2 separate regions of the Mus musculus genome follow, and region 2 is linked to region 1. A link is a contact called in public HiChIP or PLAC-seq data. All regions are on one chromosome and are shown on one strand. The core of a region is the stretch at or near the end of the contact, and the rest is flanking DNA. Distances in the headings are between cores, read along the strand shown.

Region 1 (3,464 bases), core at 239-2,738:
AGAGGGAGACAGTGTGTCCTTGGGATTCAGGGCCAGTTCTGTCACCAGCTTCCTAAGCAGTCCTGACAAGGGAGTGAAATGTCCTCAGCTACATATCACTTCATTGCTCAAAGGCTGTCACAGTATGGTCATCGGTGCATGGAGAGAGAAGGTGGCCATGACTCTCTCCTATCAAGCAGGTACTCACAGAGCAGAGGCATGGCACCCCAACTCAATATCTTTCATACAAAAAGATGGAAAGAATCGGACCCCTGGGTGTGGTGCTTACATGGTAAGCATTGCTGCTCCTCGCCTTGCAAGCAGGAAGCCTGGGCTCCGATCTCTGGCACCGCCAAACTGGGAATGGAGACACAATCCTAGCATTTAGGAGAATAGAAGGTACATGAGTTCCAAGTTATTCTAAGCAATAGGGCTATAGTTTGAGGCTAGCCTGGGCTGCATAAGGCCCTAACTCAAAGGAGGGCGGGAGGAGGTTACAGAGCTTGAATTTGAGGAGTGGGAAGAGGAGAGGTATTTTGTAAGCTCTTGTAAGCAAACGCTGAGCAAGTCACCTCTTCAGAGGAGCCCACCTCCTTCAGCCACAGGATCACCTCTTCCTGAAAGTGGCAGAGCTGGGGTCAAGTAGGTCCAGCCACACTGAGCTGAGCCATGCTTGCTCTCCCCAGCACCCCCCCCCCCAGCATCCATCCTTCCATTCCCAGGTGCCATGGGCAGTGTGTAGGAGCCCAGGCTGGTTTGCTGCGAATGTCACTCCCAGGGTTGGCCAAACACCCTTGGCAGGTTCTGATTCACAGCTGACTGTGAGACTCTGAGAGACCCAGGCTATCCATCATGCAGACTCTCAGAGCAGAACAGAGGAGGCTCCTGGCCCCCTTTGCATGGCCTGAGCTCCTCCTCCGGATTTGAAAGCCACACCCCAGGGATGAGGAAGAACCTGGCAGCGGACAGTGGCCTCTGGAGACAGAAAAGGAGGCATTTTATGAATGAGCCATTTAGACAGGAAATCACCCAACAGGGCTTCCCGGGCGGACCCATTCCACCCCACTCTGTAAATTCCTTCATCACATCTGCTTGGAAGGAGGTGACACACCCTAAAAGCAAACCCACCGCCCACTCCCTGGCTCCTGCCCCCATCGAGGACATTTAGGGGTTGTGCCAAGCAAACTAATCCTAATTGCTTCCCTCCAGAGCAGCCTGTGTGACAACAGGTGCCAGCTGACAGACCATGACTCCAAGTTTGTGGCTTTCGTTGTTTTTAAATTAGCTTAAGTAATTGTTTTCAAGTCATTTTGCCCTTCCTCGGAAGCTCAGATGAGGAGGTGAGAGGCACCAATGCTAATCTAGAGACGGAACAGTCCTCTGCCACCTGTGGCACCAGAGGACATGAGCTGTGAGTGACAATAGCCAGATGATCCACTCTGGGCCATCTGCACCATGCTGATCTGCCTGAATGGGAAACTGGTGGGCGCGAGCCCAGTCTGTCAGGGCTTCTGGAAGGCAGTGCAGCCACACACTAGCCATGCACTAGGCTTGGACCAGCCACACCCTGTCTGTGGAAAGCCCCAGCTGCAAACATGTGGTTAGACCATCTTTCCATCTGGTCTTCTGATAGGACCTAAAGGTTCATGAGGGACTTTGATACCCATGCTGTGGGGCAAACACTGCAGAGATGAAGCTAAGGGGTTACAGGATGTACCTTGCTAAAGAACAACACTAATAAATGTTGCCATGATTGTTAGCAGGAAAAAACAGACAGCCAGCAACATCTTTTGCTGTTGATTCAGCCAGCAAACAGCTTTCGAGTTCGTCCTATGCAGTAGGCACTGCATCCGATGCACTAAGACTTTCTCATTCTTACCCTGACTCTCAGAAGTCAGGAGCGTTTGCCAACAGAAACAGAAGTTTCTTCTGTACTCTTTCTTTCCTAATTCACTTTGTTTGTTTGTAGTCCTGCAGAAGTTGGGCAAAAGTGTTCTTCCACTAAACCACACTTCCAGTCTGGAGACTCATTTTATAGACTAAAAAAAATTGAGGCTTAAGAAAGCCAGAATTTCTACCCAAGTCCACTAGGTAACTTATAGGATAGAATGTTTCCATCTCGGAGAAAACTGTTACACCACAGATACACCCATTGGGTGGGTGAAGTGGCTGGCTCCGTGGATTAAGGCACTTGCCTCCAAGTCCAATGACCTAAATTTGATCTCCTGATCCCATGGGGTGGCAGTAAGTTGTTCTCTAAGCTCCACCAGTGCACTATGGCACACGTGCACACACAAATTGATACTTTACGCATACTCACAAAATAAATAATTTTTAAATAAATCAATCAGTGAGATGTCTCAGCAGGAAAGGGGGCAAACCTACGACCTGAGTTCAATCCCATGGTAGAAGGAAGCATCAATTCCAGCTCTAAATTCCACACCCGTGCCAACACCCATGCCTGAACATACGCATGCGAAATAAATAAGTGTACACTTTAAAAAGTTATTTTACTATTTTATGTGAGTGGGTGTTTTGCCTGTATGTCTGTCTGTGCACCACAGATAATGGACACATTATCCTGAGAGCGGGAAGGGAACACTGGAGCCCCTGGAACTGGAGATTCTGAGCCATTGTGTGGGTGCTGGGAGTCAAATCTGGCCCTCTGGGAGAACAGGCAGTGCTCTTAGCCTCTAAGCCACCTCTCCAGCCCCAACTCCAAAAGCAAAAGCAAAACCTCTTAAATGCATAGACTCTAAAAAATAATTTCACTTTTCCCAAAATCCCAAATAGCGCAAACACGTCTTCAAATGCTACCAACCTAACCCTTGACCTCATTCGTTAAAAATTTTACAGAGCGCTGGATTTTAATAAAAGCTTCACATTTTCAGAGAAATTATTTTTTTTACAATATTTTAACTTCTGCTTTTGTTTGTGCCACTTATAGCCCCAAAATTTGAAAACCGAAATTGAATCAGATGCTAAATAAATAAATAATGCTGGTTGATTCTATAAAAGCCAATTTTGGTTAGGTCCAGGACTCAAAGCCAAGGGGCTAGAGAGATGGCTCAGTGGTTCAGAGCACTGTCTGCTCTTGCAGAGGACCTGAGTCTGGTTCCCAGTACCCACAGGATAGCTTATAACCATCTGTAACTCCAGTTTCAGGGGATCCAAAACCCTCTCCTGAGCCCCACAGACATCAGGCATGCATGCAGTGTGCATACACACCTATAGACAAGTGCTTAGACACATAAACTTATTAGTAAAACCTAGAGGAAAAAAAATATACTTACACTCTTGTCAAAACTAAGGACAAGATCTTGGTCTGTTCCATAGACCACTGGTTCTCAACCCATGGGTATGTCCCCTTTGGGGGGGGGTGTCAAATGACCCTTTCACAAGGGCCACACGAAACCATCAGAAAACACAGATATTAACATTACAACTCACAACAGTAACAAAAATTACAGTTTGGAAATCGCAAT
Region 2 (3,580 bases), core at 40-2,539, 330 kb before region 1:
TTCAGAAACTCAAGGTAGGCCACTCTCTCTTTAGATCTGGATGTAGAGCTCTCAACTACTTCTCCAGCACCAAGTCTGCCTGCACGCCGCCATGCTTCCTTCCATGACAACAATGGACTAAACTTCTGAACTGCAAGCCAGCCCCAGTTAAGCGTTTTCCTTTATAAGGGTTGCCATGGTCATAGTCTCTTTGCAGCAATAAAACTCCTAGACAAAGATCCTCTCATTCTTTTGTTGTTGTTGTTTTTCCCTAAAAGAAATATTTAAATCAACAGAGGTATTCTAATTGTGTCAACTAGATGATTGACAAAAAGTGAACACTGCTTAAGGCAAACAGTCTCAATGTGTCTTCAAGTTACAGCTGGTTCCAGTGTCAGACAAGACCCAAATGTGCCTTGGCATCTCGGCTACTGCTATAGCTTAAATACAAAGTGTTCCACGCAGGCTTTTGTGTTGACAGTTTGCTCCCGGGCTGGTAGCACTATTTTGAGAGGTTGTGGCAATGTAAAGAAGTGAGAGCCTTGGCTGAAGGCAGGAAGTCACTGGAGGCAATGCCTTTTGCTGCAGTTAGAAAGCAGCACGTCCTCCCACAGGCCCACGTGTTTGCCCATTTGGCCTCGGTTGACAGCAATGTTTAGGGAGTTGTGGATCCTTTAAGAGGCGGAGCTTCATTGCAGGAAGTGAGTCTTTAGGGAGGGAGGAGGGAGGAGTCACTAGAGGGAGACCCACACCTTCTCTGAGCTTTCACATAACTTCCCCATCATCCTGCGCTGATGCCTTTAGCATCCTGTGATTATTGCAAGTTGATAGGAGGCAGAAGGAAAGAGGCCTCTTCCAGGGGTGTTTCATAGAGCTGTCTTCATCTGCTCTCATGCCACACCGTGATGCCAGATCTCTGTGGCTTGTTCACAAGCTTCAACAATAAGCCCTGCCTCTGACCTTGTCTTTCCTGGCCTGGAAACTAGAGCCAGGTGGTTTCCTATCTGTGAAAGCCTCCAGCCAAGACCAGGAAGATATCAGTGGGTGCCAGGATCAACTCTACTCCAAGGATGCCAAGGAAGGTTGGGCTCTCTGCAAACTCTTGGCTGCAACCTTAGTCTACCTAACATGTTGTGCCTTGGCTAAAAGTGTGACCCTGAAGAGTTTGTGTGTGTACACACACAAAGCATAACGTTGCCTACCTCAGGTTCCTGGGACATTCCTCACAGATAAGTGCCTGCCCCACCCAACCACCTAAGGAATAATGTTCTGCTTTGTCCAGACACACAAGGAAAAGCAACTCCAGAACTGGCTATGGTGAGCAATGGCTATTTGTTCTTGCACTTGACACGTGAGATAGGGCACCAGCCCGTGGGTACAAAGGAGACATTTGTCACCTACAGTAATAACTCTTAAGCTAACATTCCATTAATCTAATTAGGTAAAGTGAATCACCCCTTCATGTTTGCTTAAAGAAACCATGGAGACAATATGCCTGAAACACAGGGAAAAACAGAAGGGGGAACAGAGACGAGGGGCGGGGGTAGGGAGGGAAAGGGAGGAGAGAGGGAGAGAATATGAATCTGGCTATGACTATTACTAAAATGATCTTTTCCCACTCTCCTCAGTCCACAGCACCAAGAACAGCCCGCCCTTGCTCAGGAGTCCCTGCCTAAAAGGTCCTGAGAGGCACTTCAAGTGAGCCATTGATAATTTGGACTTGGGAGTAAAAAGGCAGAAGTTCTGGCCCTGCTTCTGCCATTTAATAATTTTATTTATTTGACTTTGCTGAGCCCTAGTTTCCACATGTGGAAAAAAGGAAATAGTTGTACACAGCACACACACGCTTTTAAATAGAGATTAAATGTGTGAATGCATAGACAATATTCAGCTTAGAGTTTGGCTTAATGGCTGCAAAATATACATTGCATATTGTTTTGTTTGTCTAGCAACACTTTCCCCTTTAGTCTTAGCCATGGAGTTAATAAACCAAACCAGCGCTAGAAATATGAAGTAAAGCAAAACTAAGTGGCATTAATGGGCTTACCACAGTTGGTTTACATCGGTGTAGCATTTGTGTAAAAGGTAAGAGTGTGTATAACAGTTGATGTTCATATTCAAGGAGATGCGCAGGGCTCCTTACCCCAGAGAAGACGTACAACACTGGTAAAATCCAGAGAAGCGGTGACATTGGGCTTGGCAGGGAAAGCCTCACAGCAGGCCATCTGCACTATAAAGTCTGTAACAGATGGAAATTAGGAATCACCTCTTTTGGAGGTCACTCACCCGTTGACAGTTGTGCCTGGATCTGGAATCCGGTGTGGACTAGACTCTAGGAGTGGGTGGCAGAGGGAAAGAGGGGAACCCAGCCATTAAAGCTGAGGTAACTTAAGCTGGGGGAAAAAAAAGACGTCAACACTTCCAAGGGGTGTTCTTCTACAACTACGCTAACTCTACCTGAAATAGAACAGTAAATGGCTTGATTAAGGTAAGTGAGATCTGGTTCCATCCCGGGGACAGAGATAGATTTTGGGCAAGGTGGATGCAGCATTTCATACAGTCTCAAAGGGGCGGAGACATCCTCTTGGCTCTCCTCGTTTTCTCTCGTTTCCTCCTTCCCTCCCCAAAGGAAGGAGATGAAGCAAAAGCACAGGCTAATAAATATAAGGAGCCAACCAGTTCTCAACATGTCTGGGGAGAAGTCACCATATGTCTGTCCCAGCTGTGTCCGGTTTTACAGCTGTGAGGCAGAGCAGTGGGTCCCTTCTTTCTCTTCCTCAGACTGAGTGACTCCACAGCCCACACAGCTACTACCTTCTCTACTCTTCCAGTTGGTTTCCACTCTGTTCAATCAGAACACTTGGCTGGAATAACTGATGCAAAAGCTTTCATTGATAGTAAAACCATATTGATCATCTCCATGAGTCAGGTCCACTGACGAAAATCACACACAAAGCGTACTTCGGTCTGTCTTGAGGACTCTTTTGGATACTCAAAATATAACCAAGCTTTTATGAAGAGCAAAGAGTAGTGGGGCACACACATTTAACCCTAGAACTTTGGTTAGGGCAGGCTAACCTAAAGTCAAACCCAGCCTTGTCTACATAGTTAAGAAAAAGAGGAGGAGGAGGAGGAGGAGGAGGGAGGAGGAGGAGGGAGGAGGAGGAGGAGGAAGAGGAGGAGGAAGAGGAGGAGGTAGAGGAGGAGGAGGAGGGGGAGGAGGAAGATTTCCAGCAATGATGGTACTTTTAAGATCAGATTTCAAGACAACTTTTTATCCAATCATGTGGAAATAAACAAAATAGAAAAAATTTAAAAAGATGCAGCTCCCCCTGCAACAGAAACATTCAATGAAGCAAATATATCACAACAGCCTGCCTCCCTCCCTCTCTCTCACCAGACATTCAAGTGAAAAACTAAGCATTATAACTAAAACATCCAGAAAACACAAAAGGCAACAACCTAAACAGTAAGCCTTGGTAGCCGGGTTAAAAAGAAAAGACAAAATTAAAGAAACCCACATGCGAGGTCTTTCCCCTTCATCCCCCCGATCCTGCCTTCTAGGTCTTAGGCTGGAATTCAGCAGTAAGTGTGAGCAACT

What was found. HiChIP or PLAC-seq counts read pairs in DNA pulled down with a chosen protein or histone mark.
Region 2: a contact with region 1 is called in a FOXA1 HiChIP or PLAC-seq map of pancreatic cancer cells. The contact joins two enhancer-like sites. A contact is called at or near these places in 1 of 39 promoter capture datasets (hematopoietic stem and progenitor cells), 3 of 115 datasets of contacts at active chromatin or transcription factors (embryonic stem cells, kidney and pancreatic cancer cells) and 1 of 9 other capture datasets (liver).

The regions. Positions count from the first base shown.
Region 1 is chr19:53,709,060-53,712,523 of GRCm38.p6, reverse strand. The region is part of intron 1 of Rbm20 (RNA binding motif protein 20); the gene reads right to left. Among named protein-coding and RNA genes, the nearest start is that of Rbm20, 33 kb to the right of the region's middle. Within about 2 kb of position 1,488, at least 48 of the 459 cell types and tissues checked have an H3K27ac peak or open chromatin away from gene starts, as enhancers often do. A contact at or near this core is called in pancreatic cancer cells, where this site is marked.
Region 2 is chr19:54,038,275-54,041,854 of GRCm38.p6, reverse strand. No RefSeq gene overlaps it. Among named protein-coding and RNA genes, the nearest start is that of Adra2a, 5.2 kb to the left of the region's middle. Within about 2 kb of position 1,289, at least 29 of the 459 cell types and tissues checked have an H3K27ac peak or open chromatin away from gene starts, as enhancers often do. A contact at or near this core is called in pancreatic cancer cells, where this site is marked.